Linked DNA regions of Mus musculus: region 2 is linked to region 1. A link is a contact called in public HiChIP or PLAC-seq data. All regions are on one chromosome and are shown on one strand. Each heading gives the region's core, a stretch centred on a gene start, on an enhancer-like site or on the middle of the called end of the contact. The rest is flanking DNA. Distances are from core to core; before and after follow the strand shown.

Region 1 (5,664 bases), core at 1,944-4,443:
AAACAACAAATAAAAATTTAAATTAAAATAGTAATAATAATAATAATTTTAAATTTATATTTAAACAAAAAGAGATTAGGTTCTCAGTGACGACACAGATTTGTAGGCAAACATTTCCTAATCAGCTCACAGGGAAGGTGTACAACCCTGATTTAGAGCACTTGCCAACGTCTGCGGTGTAAATATTCTCACGGTGGCTGTAAATAGATAGCTCTCCAGTAGCTTGCAAAGTTCCTAAAATTCTAACAATGAGTTTGTGAGAGCCAAACCCAGCACACACCTGACCACAATCAATTTCCACGGCCCTGCTCACTGAGTGCCATTGACATGCCAACTTCCATCTCACAGCAGAGACTCCAGAAGCCACCTCCACTACCGCTGTCTTCAGATTCCCCATCACCTATATCCATCTTCTCCAAAAACAAGAGAAGTAACCAAGTTGCCTGTCCTGTCTGGTGACACTCAACCCATCCTCATAGTCCTTTATGCAGAATGGGGCAGAAGGGATGCCAGGTTCAATGTGGGGCTCACTGAGCCACTGTTCAACTCCCCTCTCCACTTGGTAATTTCGCCTCAGGGGAGCCAGTTTCCCCCGGATTTGTTTTCCTACCTGGGATGTGATACACAGCACCATTTCTGATATTTCCGAAATCCTGCCACTGCATAAGAACTTTAAAACACAAGTTTAACAGAGTTTTGTTTTTTGATTTTTTTTTGTTTTCAAAAAGCAAGCACAAATAATATAAAAACATACTGGATTCTACTTTAGGTGAGCCTGCATCTTTCCTGACCCTTCTTCCACAGAGACCAGAACAAACAACCTCACGGTTCTTCCTCCATCTCTCCCAAGAGATGTATGGAAGGCAACAACCAGAAGGCAAAACTCCAGGTCCCTAGAGCTACGATTGGAGTCGGCCACACTGCATCCTCCTGACAAGGCATCCTCATAATAGGAAAGGCTCACATAGCAGGTCATCAAAGCCCTTCAGCTTACAAGACATCAAGCTAGGGAGAAAGACTTGGTCCCTTATAAAGCTAGTTACTAACAGCAGCACCTAACTTCTGCCCCGTGTTGTTCTTTATGTTTTGCCAAAGTATTTGAGCAGGCATTCTTTCAGTTGGCCCTCACAATTCTTACATGAGAAGAGTGTTATTACATTGTTTCACAAATGAGGAAAAAAAGTTTCAAGATGGCTGAATTATTAGACCAGGGCCTCTTCAAACTATGCTTCTCTATTTGGGCTATGATATGGAAACGTGTCAAATCCAGACCTTATCCTCCCCACATTCCACTGTCCCTTGCCCTCACCCCCTCCCCCTCCTTTTCTTCCTTCTGTCCCCACCAAGAAAGGAAGTTACCCAGAATCCCTGCAAGCTGTTCCCACCTTCAACAATGCCTCTCTCTGGGGCAAAGAGGGACACAAGAGGAAACTGACAGAGCCCCTGGATCCACTTAGCAGGGCTTGGAGTGAGAAACTCAGGGGTAAAAAACTATAGCCCAAAGAGGCTGTGATGCTGACAAGCTTGAAGCTGACTTGAAGTTTAAACAAGAAACACAAAGTGGAGCATCTCAAGCAGTGCTCTTCAGGGGCCCAGGGGGAGTAAGTGGCTCAGTGGCAGAGGGCCTCTGTGGTATGCACAGGCCCTGGGTTCAGTCTCCATCTTTAGGGAGGCCCTGGTCAGCTGATTAGTTCTCCATGAAGGCTGAGCTGTGGTACTTTAACAGTAACGGAAAAAAATTAAGAACATAAAGAACCCAAAAGCCTCTTCTTAGCTTATCCTACACCAGCCTCTGAAACTAAGGGGCCCTGCACATCTGTTCTCTGGGCAGACACCTCTCCCCTCCCCCAGCACCTCTGTCAGAACTGGAAAAGTGCTGATGCAGCAGCTTAATGGGCGTGTTTAGGGAGAAATTTCCCAGCCTCCCCTTCCTTCTGCTGGCTGTGTTCCGGGCCTCCCCTACCTAGGCCCTGACCAACTGAGATGTGGGTAGAGCTTCAGCCAAAGGGTTAAAGACTAGCTTGTATCCGAGAGAAGGGAGTCCAGAGCATTCCTACTGGAGAAGATAAGGGAATCTGAGGGAGTAGGGGGCCCTTGGGTGTGACTGAACCAGAGGGAGGAGCCCAGGCAGAGAAGCCAAGATGAGCGTAAAAGGGACAAGCTGCAACCTGGCCTCTCCAATATCCAGCTCCATACAGCAGGCCCTTTCATCTCAACGTCCATGATTCCCTGGCATCCCAAGGCACTGCCTTCCAGAACAGATGCATCCTACTCTGCCGGCAGGGTCCTAGGTTCTACAACCTCCACCAACCTACTCCTTCCTGACTCTGATGACTGAGGCAGACCCTCACCCTCTCTCTCTCTCTCTCTCTCTCTCTCTCTCTCTGAGTCCTACTGCTTCGTCTATAAACTGCCAACGCCACTCTACAAGTGTCTCTAGGGCCCTCCTCTGGTCCCAGTACTCAGAGAAACCGCCCAGGATTTAAGCAGACAGAAAGAACGGAGGCCTTCCAGTGTCTTGGTGAGAACAAAGACATATGTTGCAGAGGCCACAAAAATGCAGGCCCTTAAACTGATCCCAAGATGGAAAATCTGGGCCTGTTTCTGACCAGAGAAGGCTGGTAGAAAGAGACTCTCAGCAGAGGTTCTCTCAGCACACTTAAAGGACAGAAGTGACATGTAAGAGAGGGGTGGGGCAGAAGGGAAAGAAGGAAGCAGAGGGACAGAGCAGGGGCCCCGCAGATCTGGAGGGAGGGAGGCCCAGACCCTGCAAGCCAAACAGCAGGACAAGCTCAACACCTCTGGGGACTCTTGACTGTTCAGGAGAGAGGGAGAGGATCTGACTAGGAGGGAAAGGAAAGAACAAAACGAAGCTGTTTACCTTGGCTTTGCCCGTATTTTCCCGGGGCCCCTCCAGCTGCAGCCAAAAGTAAGGGGTGTCAGGACGGCTCTGGAAAGCGGTCACCTTGACCCTGAAGATGCGCTGGACTTGCAGCCGCTGCCGGTGTACCCGGGGCTTCGATTTTGTCTGCACCATGAACCATTCCTGCGCTGGGGGTTTACCCCCCGACAAAAGCATGGCTGTCCCTCCGGCCCCTGGAAAGCGTGAGAAGTGTCACGGGTCCCAGCACCGAGGCCCCCAGCCACCTAGCCCTGCAGCCTAAGCCACGCCTCCCCTCCTTGAGGCGCGCCCCCCGCCACCGCCTCCCTGCTGTGGGTTCTGCGACCCACCCGCCAGCGCTCCGCGCCCGCCCTCCCAGCTCCGTCCCTTTCCGCCGCAGCACGGGAGACAAACCCTTCCTGCTAAGGGTTGTAGCTAGGGGTGGGACCGAGCGGATTCCCGCCGCCCTTCCTCCCCCTCAACCACCACCCCCTCCTCCCCTTCGACCTCGAAGCCAGGCCCCCTGGATAAACTCGCCTGAGCTGCTGGATGGCTTAAAGGGGCGCTGGAGACTGAGGGAGGGAAGGAGAGGAGGCTGGGCGGGAGGGAGAGGGCCAAACAGGGTCTTGGAAGCAACTGCCTTCCACCCAAGTTTTGTGTTCAGGGGTCAAAGTTCCTTCCTCGAAGGAAGGAAAAGGAAGGATTGAAGAGTTGATCTCTGAGACCCTGGTTTTAGATTCCAAGCAGTGTTCTACACACACACACACCACATACACACCACACGCGCACACACACCACATACACACCACACGCACACACACAAACACATCACACACACACACACACATGATCCTTGGTCGTCTGGACTTCCCTTGAAAACCCTTTACTACACCCATCTCTTTGTGGCAGGAAAGGGTTAAGGGAAAATGGGGTGGAGAGACCACAGAGGCTAGGGCCTGTAGAAACTATGGGCTGGAGACCAAGCAGGACGTAAAGGGTTACAGCTCTGACCCCCACCCCCACTCTAGTCTGGGGACCGCCTGGAACTGGCTCTAGGCCCAGGCCCTGCGGAAGCCCCCCAGGGCTGGAGGGGCAGGGGGTTAGCTGCCAGAGTTTTCAGGCTCGGGTTGTTTAGGAGAACCCCTTTTTTTAGCAAGTGTGAGTTAGAGTGTGAGGAGCCAGTGGGAGGTAGGGTCTCCAATCATCCTTATCCACAGCCATATGGTTGGCATCAGTGGTCCAAGACTAGCCCTGGGCTGGGGACACTCTCAAAACCCGAGCTGCCTTGGAGACATGCTCAGTACAAAGAACACTTTATGTGGTCTTGTAGCCTGAAGTAGCCTGGCACTGGGAAGGCACAGTCTGCAGCTGGGGCCTCGAGAGAACCTTACTTTCCAAACAAACCAAGAGTCACAGTCTGACAGACACAAGTATGACCTGACCCACGGGAACAAAGGACAGCTATTTTTTTTTTTAAACTGAGTCCTTTCCTAGGACATCGGTGTTACAGAGCCACCGATGTGTGTATGTATGCAGGCCAGTGGGGAGGTGCACGCTGTGCAGAAGGGGCCCAGGGGGAAAAGATTCAGGTTACTGCCAGACTAGACTGGATGGTCAAGCCCCACCTTTACAAGGTCTCATCCCTGGAATGGAATTCAGAGAAATAAAAGGTGGGTCTGTGGGGTTCTGGGTAACGAGTTCTTCAACCCTGCCCCTCCAGAAGGCTTTGAAGTCAGAGGCTGTCTGAGTGACCCCACTTCTCTCCACTTTCCCTGCCTTTAATTGTACTATCAAAAGGCAGGCTTGGCAGGGCACATCAGAAACTCCGGGTTTGCAGAAGGCTGAGCCCAGAGGCCCTGACTCAGAAGAGGATGGAAGGGTGTGCCTCAGTTTCCCTTCCAGGAGCAAGGGAGCCACACAGCCTCTCCCCACCCCTTCTGTTAGTGATGCTAAATTCTTTCTGCCAGGGCTAAAGATGTCAGGGAGAAGCCCCAGGTTTAATCCTATGTTCAAAGAGGCCATGCAGAGGGCAGAAAGAAGCCATGCATAAGACACTTCATAAACAGATCCTTTTAAAGCAACTTATTTAAACTTTTGTGCTTGGTTGCTTTAGCTCACAGACATGGGGGTAATAGTCCAAGGCCCAGGATGGACATCAGCTCTCACAGGTAAACTTACATAATTCAGGCAATGAATTACATACCAGCGTAGCTGTGTACAGTGTACTGCGACACTTGCTAACTGGTAGTCAGTCTCCTTTCCCAGATCTTGTCTTCCTCCCCATCTCAGCTCAAGCCAATGTGTCCTAGAGATTCTCTACCCTAGAAATTCTCTCCTCCTGGACTCAGCCCTTACCACCTGCTAACCCAACCACGTGGAGAAAGTGGATTTGGCCAAAAAGCTGGCTATCACCCTTTGTCAGGAATGAGCCTACGAACCCTCAAACAAGTCAGTAAATCCCTTGGTCAGAGCTCAGGTGTCCCCTCTGCTAATGTATTCACTGAGTCAAGTTTATTCAACAATTTCAACAGGTATTTATCTGCTAGAAGCCAGGCTCTTGGGTACAGCTTTGACTTGGGTATCTATTTGCTTGTTGGAATGGGTCCTATATGACTCAGACTGCCCTAGAATTCACTACATCATTCGAACTGGCCTTGAAGTAGAAGCAATCCTCTTGTCTCTGTCTCCCGGAGACTGTGATTACTTGCATGCACCAACATACCCATCTTCTCTTAACAAACTTTGATCCGTGTATCCTCCCAGTTCCAGCTCAACTACATTCG
Region 2 (5,889 bases), core at 3,057-5,556, 73 kb before region 1:
TACAGATGGTTGTGAGCCACCATGTGGTTGCTGGGATTTGAACTCAGGACCTCTGGAAGAGCAGTTAGGGCTCTTAACCACTGAGCCATCTCTCCAGTCTGCAACCAATATTCTTGGAGTGTCCGTCCTCTGGAGGATGGGCAACAGAGACTACACTCTTAGAGAAAGCTGATTCTCTCCCTCCGTACAGCTAACAACTGCCAGTGACTATTTGGTGGCACAGAGCTGAAGCCCAAGCGTTCAGAATGCTGAGGCTGGGAGATTGCCGTGAGTTGCAGAGCTGCCTGGAACATGGAACAATGCCCTGATGTTGGGAGAGGGGCGTGCATTGTTACAGTGTCTAATTACACATGACTGCTCACCTTTCTCACTGGAACCAAAAAGCATCCCCTTGTAGAAGACGGTTGAAGGCCAATCTAAAACCCATCTCCTCTCCAACATGGAACCATTGTCCTGGCTTTGGTCCTCAAATAACAAATGTTAAAGCAATTTTTAAAAAAGGAATCAATGTGAAATTGGAGGTGTTTGGTTGTGAGATTATAGTTGATTAGGTATTTTTTTTTACAATCTCTAAGTTGCCATATTCATTTTTACAATCAGTGATCAGTTTAGCACAGAACACAAAAAGAACAAGAGGTCTTGTCTGAAACATCTCCCTATGGGTCCAGAATACAAACTGAAACAGAGCATAAACCAGAAAGATCCTTCCAGAAGACTACAGAGCCAGTTCCCCAGGGCAAAGGGCCCTCCAGGCCCATGGCTTTAGAAGCCACTCAAGAAAAAGCCATGAGGAAGCTGGGCACTAATGAACCCTGATGCCCACAGCCCAGGGCCTGCTGTCCTATGTCAGTGGCCCCATCACATGTTCCCCATGGACCTGTAGCCAGGAGAGATGAGAGCATCTGGCACTAAGATTTGATTCAGAGTTACTGAAAACCAGAGTGGGTAGTTGTGTGAGCCTCACGCCTTAACAAAATCAGTTTCATGTATCCCCTGGGAAGGGGTCATCTAGGGCTGTCCAACACAGGCTCTGACTAAGATGAATGCCTTGTCTAATCAAGACAGCATGGTACATAGTTAAAAGAAATGGGCAGGTGTAGTTTCCAGGGCAGGGTCAGCTGTAAACTATCCTGTGATTGTGAACGTTACTTATAAAAACCATCTGTGGTTGCCTTTCTGGGCACAAGATCTCTCAGGCTGCCAGGCTAGAAGGGCGTGGAAAGAGAAGCCTACAGATCTTCCCGATTGTTTGATCTCTGGCTGGAGCCGTTATTAGTGTGCCCATGGTTTTAAGTGACAAGAGGCTTCCGGCCTTACCCAAGCTTTCAGTACCTCTAACTTCTTCAGATAGTTGAAGTATTTTTGTTTGTTTGCATTTTGGTTATGTGGACTTAAGGCCATCAAATGAAACATAGAAAAGTTGGCTTTGTGACTTCAAATTCATTTCGTTAAAAATTATACCCACGAGCAGCTGCCCAGCACAGTGAGACCTTTGTAGTTTTCATGATGAAAATCTGCTGTGGTTTCATCCAGCACATGACCTTATCTTCGCTGGAAACTACACCAAGACCAACGACGTGTTTTCCATTATCAGCATCAGCTCTGGACTCTGAAACAGTCACCTCGGCTTCTCCTTCAGACCTTTGTTCTCAAAGGACCCTTCAGCCAGGGGCCAGTCCGGACAGATAGCACAATGACATAGGAAACTTTGAGGAAAGTTCACTTAAGGGACTATTTGCAAAGGGGACAGCGTTCTGGAGACTGATGGGGGGGTTGTGTGTGGTGCACCCCAGAGCAGCAGAGGGATATTGCCTCAGCCTCTTCAACACAGAGGTCTGGCCAGGGAGAGGCTATGGGAGCTCTGAGGAGAGAGGAGAATCTCTGCCTCTTTATGTGGCTGCAGCATAGGAGCTGTGGGCTGTGTGCAGTCCAGGGAGAGCTCAGAGTGGACTCAATAGTCTGGCAGAGAGAGTATGAGGATAAATCCAACCTCCTGCCCAACCCCTGCCAGAGCTTCCAGTAGCCAACTCCAACCACAAAACTGCCCACCAATATGGATCCCAGGGCTGGGTGGAGAGTGAACCCGAAGTGGTGTCTTAGTCTCTCTTGTGTTATTATTACAGAATGCCCAATACTGGGTAACAAATAAAGAGAATCTGGCCTGTTGCTTTAGTTGCAACTTAGAGGACAGATAACCCCAGGCCTCTTACCACCCTGTGGGTCAAGTCGTGTACTCTGCATGCATGTTAGAGATGTATATACTTGTGAGTTAACCTGATGTATAAACTAGGAGGCCAGGATAGGAAGAACCGAATAAACATCTGTGTAACTGCACCACTGTTGGGTAGCAATTTCCTCCATATTGAAACTTTCTACCCTGGAGGGAGACTCCTAGAACTCAGGCAGTGCCTAAGCTGGCTCATGCAGACTCCAGAAGCAGGGCTAGAGAGGGCTCAACCATCAAGAGAATGTCCTGCTCGAATAGAGGACCCAAGTTTGGTTGCCAGCACGAGCACATTGGGCAACTCCCAACTACCTGTAACACCAGCTATTAGGGGATTCTCAGGACTCTGCAGGCACTGGCACTCGTGTGTGTGTGTGTGTGTGTGTGTGTGTGTGTGTGTGTCTGTGTGTGTGTGTGTGTGTGTACATGTATGTGTCTGTGTGTATGTCTATGTGTGTGTGTGTGAAGAACTCAGAAGTCTTCCAAGGTCCTGTCCTCTTCAAGGTGGCATAAACAAAAGACTGCTTAGGAGACAGCCTCTCCAACCTACCAAACCTCCTACACGTTGTACAGAGAGCCCCAGTGTTCCAGCTTTCTGGAGAATCACCCAAGACTTTACAGTCAATCGGCTGGCTTTGAGTCACCCAGGCTCCCAGGGGACTCTCTGGTTCACCAAGCTGCCCTTTGGCATTACTGTTGCTTTATTTTGTTGTCATTTCCTTCTTTTTTTTTTAAAGATTTATTTATTTATTATATGTAAGTACACTGTAGCTGTCTTCAGACACTCCAGAAGAGGGCACCAGATCTCGTTACAGATGGTTGTGAGCCACCATGTGGTTGCTGGGAATTGAACTCAGGACCTTTGGAAGAGCAGTCAGTGCTCTTAATCACTGAGCCATCTCTCCAGCCCCGTCATTTCCTTCTTCTCTGTATAGCCCTGGCTGTCCTGGAACTCACTCTGTAGACCAGGCTGGCCTCGAACTCAGATATCCGTCTGCCTCCGCCTCCCGAGTGCTGGGATTAAAGGCGTTAGCCACCACGCCCGGCTGAGAAGATGTTTCTTTATGTCTTCCCAGAAACAGTTCCTACACACACACACACCAGCCAAGATGATAACTCAGAAATAATGCATTCTAGGTAAAATAACAGCTTAGTAGCACACTCAGAAACTTGAACCAATGCAGAGAGTGGTCTCTTGGGAACCAAATGCGCAGTGATGGATGGCAACGGACCCCGTCAACTTCACCAACTGGTAGCCTCTCCTGCTGCTGATTTGCATGTTGTATCCTTACGATTAAATGGCATAAGTCTGCGGTGTGTGGCTTTTGATGATGAAGTGTGTGTCTTCCCAGTCTCCATCCGGGTACAGAGAACGTTCTTCTCACTGTGCGTATCCTGTGTTCTCCCCTGACATAGTCCAGAAGGACTCTGTTCAGATGGTTCAATGGCATCAGGGTACTTCACTATATTAATGGCACGGAGCCCAAAGAGGGGCAGTGTGTGGTCTCTTTGGAGTTTGCAGCTAGCATGTAGCACACTTGGAAATACTAAACTGAACCATTTTCGGGTGCCTCAGATAACTATCAGTTTTCAGAATATCTCCCAAAACAGGAGCAGGTCCTGCATCAGGTTCTGGCTGCTGAGCAGCCTCAGCTCTTGACCAAAGGACACCATAGCTGCCATGGCAAACCGAGGTAGGTTCTCTGAAAGAAGGAAGTCCCTGGGTGAAATACTGTAATAAGGCCATGCCACATGCCGCAGGAAACTACTTACCACAGAGAAGTGAACTCCTGCAACACCAGCAGCCTCTAGTCAATGCTGATTGACCTCAGGACATAACTGGATGTATGAACAGAGCTGCCCATTGTGAGCTGAATATCAGAGCCACCAAATCCCAAGGAGGCACCCTAGCGATCACTGGGAGAGCCTGGCTCTTTTGTCTCCACAACTTTTGGTTCTGCTTGACACCTTCAGGGCCAGGTATACAACCAGGGCTAGACTAAATCTAAAGCTACAGCTTCCACCTGCCATCCCAAGCTTCTCTTGACAAATGTGTGCACAACAGAGAAGTGACCATGCAACCCTGGTCATCACAGAGATGCTGTTGCTACATAACAATGCAATCATGGCTCAGGGTGTAGCAGGACTCCTTCTTGGTGATTCTATGCTTGGTGACAACTATTATGTGAAACTTCTGAAAGCCTATCCTGATAAAGGCACAATGACCTCAGAGATAAAGAGGTCTTTGTTATCCCGATGGATGGCAACCCAAACCAACAGAAGGGCCTGTCAAAGAGGAGGGACAGAAACAGTGCTAACAGAGAAAGATAAAGACTTCAGGATCAACTGTAACAGTACAGAATGCAGCTTGTCCCTATAAAGGTGTTTTGAGATAGTATTTGCATTTTAATTAGTAGATTTTGAAGCATGTTATCCCTTATAATATGGGTGGGCTTAAAGCAAGGGGTGCAGTTCAACAGAGTGGGTTCTCAAGGCTACAACTCGGAGACCCTATCTATGGACCTGGGGAGACGGCTCTGTGGTAAATTATCTGCTGTGCAAGCCTGAGGACTTGGTTGTGGCTTGTTCCTGAGGCCCGAAAGCCCACCCAGGAGCCAACTTTGATGTAATCACAGTAGAGTCTTTATTTACCAGCTTGGGCCTCTTTACCTCCGACCCTAACGAAGCAGGATGGTTTGATGAAAAAGCCTCGAACCCTCATTGGGACAAGATTTTATAGGAAATGGGAGTAAGCAAGTGGGTGTCTAGCCTAGTAAACATATAATTGAATGACTGTTGTAAGCCGACAGGTGGGTACTCTAAAGCAAAACCATGAACACTCACAAATGGTCTGAGAGTATATCTGAAACAGTCAGACTAATGTTTGACTGACTGTTGTTAGGAAGTAACTCTGGGGGATGGGCCAAGGACAAGCCATGGGGTCCTTTCTGGGACTTGGGTGTAGCTTGGGTTCAGCTGCAAGTCAAGTTCTTAAGCTTTTTTTTTTTTTTTTCCTTTTAAGATGGAGGCCAGTCCCAAGATGGAGTGTGTTTGGCCTTGCATTTCCCTGCTTCTCTGGTAACTAGAAGGCCCAATCATTGGACTTCCTGAAGCTCCTGGGCTTTGTTAGGGACTGGTAGTATTAACTAAGCCCATGAAAACAACCAGGAACAGGGCTGTGTTTCCATGACTCAGTTAACTCAGGCCTGGATGTATTGGTGACCTGAAAGGACCTGACCATCATATTTTAGAGGGGGTCACAGTTGTCATTGTCCAATCCTTGTGGTGTCCCTGGGGTTTGGGTAGGGCCCCCATCAGTGGGAGATAGAGGGGAGTCCTGAGGCTGAATTTTCTCCTGTTGGTCGGGGGTCATCTTTAACTATAAATGGGTGTTGTAGGTCTACAATGTAATCACATCGACCTTCAGAGCTGTGAGTGTGGTCAAGATGATAGCATAGGAACCTTTTCAACTAGGCTCTAATGGCCCCTGCTGGAGGGGGACCTGTTTCATAGAGAACACAGAAGTTTAGGCCAAATATGTTTATGAGATCCTTGGACATCTTTGAGATTGTCCAGCAACTGGCCATCCTCAAATTCAGTGATGACCTCGGCCTGTGTGTTAAGAATAATGGGAGCCGGGCAGTGGTGGCGCATGCCTGTAATGC

Evidence for each region. HiChIP or PLAC-seq counts read pairs in DNA pulled down with a chosen protein or histone mark.
Region 2: a contact with region 1 is called in an H3K27ac HiChIP or PLAC-seq map of extraembryonic endoderm stem cells. The contact joins the enhancer-like site here to the promoter of Nynrin in region 1. A contact is called at or near these places in 4 of 39 promoter capture datasets (the C10 cell line, cranial neural crest, liver and 1 more), 6 of 15 datasets of contacts at CTCF or cohesin (CD8 T cells, the G1E-ER4 cell line, the NIH/3T3 cell line and 2 more), 46 of 484 Hi-C or Micro-C datasets (B cells, the C10 cell line, CD4 T cells and 30 more), 13 of 115 datasets of contacts at active chromatin or transcription factors (the HPC-7 cell line, cardiomyocytes, differentiating embryonic stem cells and 6 more) and 4 of 9 other capture datasets (adipose tissue, embryonic stem cells, liver and 1 more).

The regions. Positions count from the first base shown.
Region 1 is chr14:55,851,644-55,857,307 of GRCm38.p6, reverse strand. It overlaps Nynrin (NYN domain and retroviral integrase containing), which reads right to left and starts at 3,193. Exons shown (of 8, transcript NM_001040072.1): 1 at 2,882-3,193. The coding sequence starts at 3,079.
Region 2 is chr14:55,925,123-55,931,011 of GRCm38.p6, reverse strand. No RefSeq gene overlaps it. Among named protein-coding and RNA genes, the nearest start is that of Cma1, 17 kb to the left of the region's middle. Within about 2 kb of position 4,306, at least 20 of the 459 cell types and tissues checked have an H3K27ac peak or open chromatin away from gene starts, as enhancers often do. A contact at or near this core is called in DN2 thymocytes, the G1E-ER4 cell line, extraembryonic endoderm stem cells and 1 more, where this site is marked.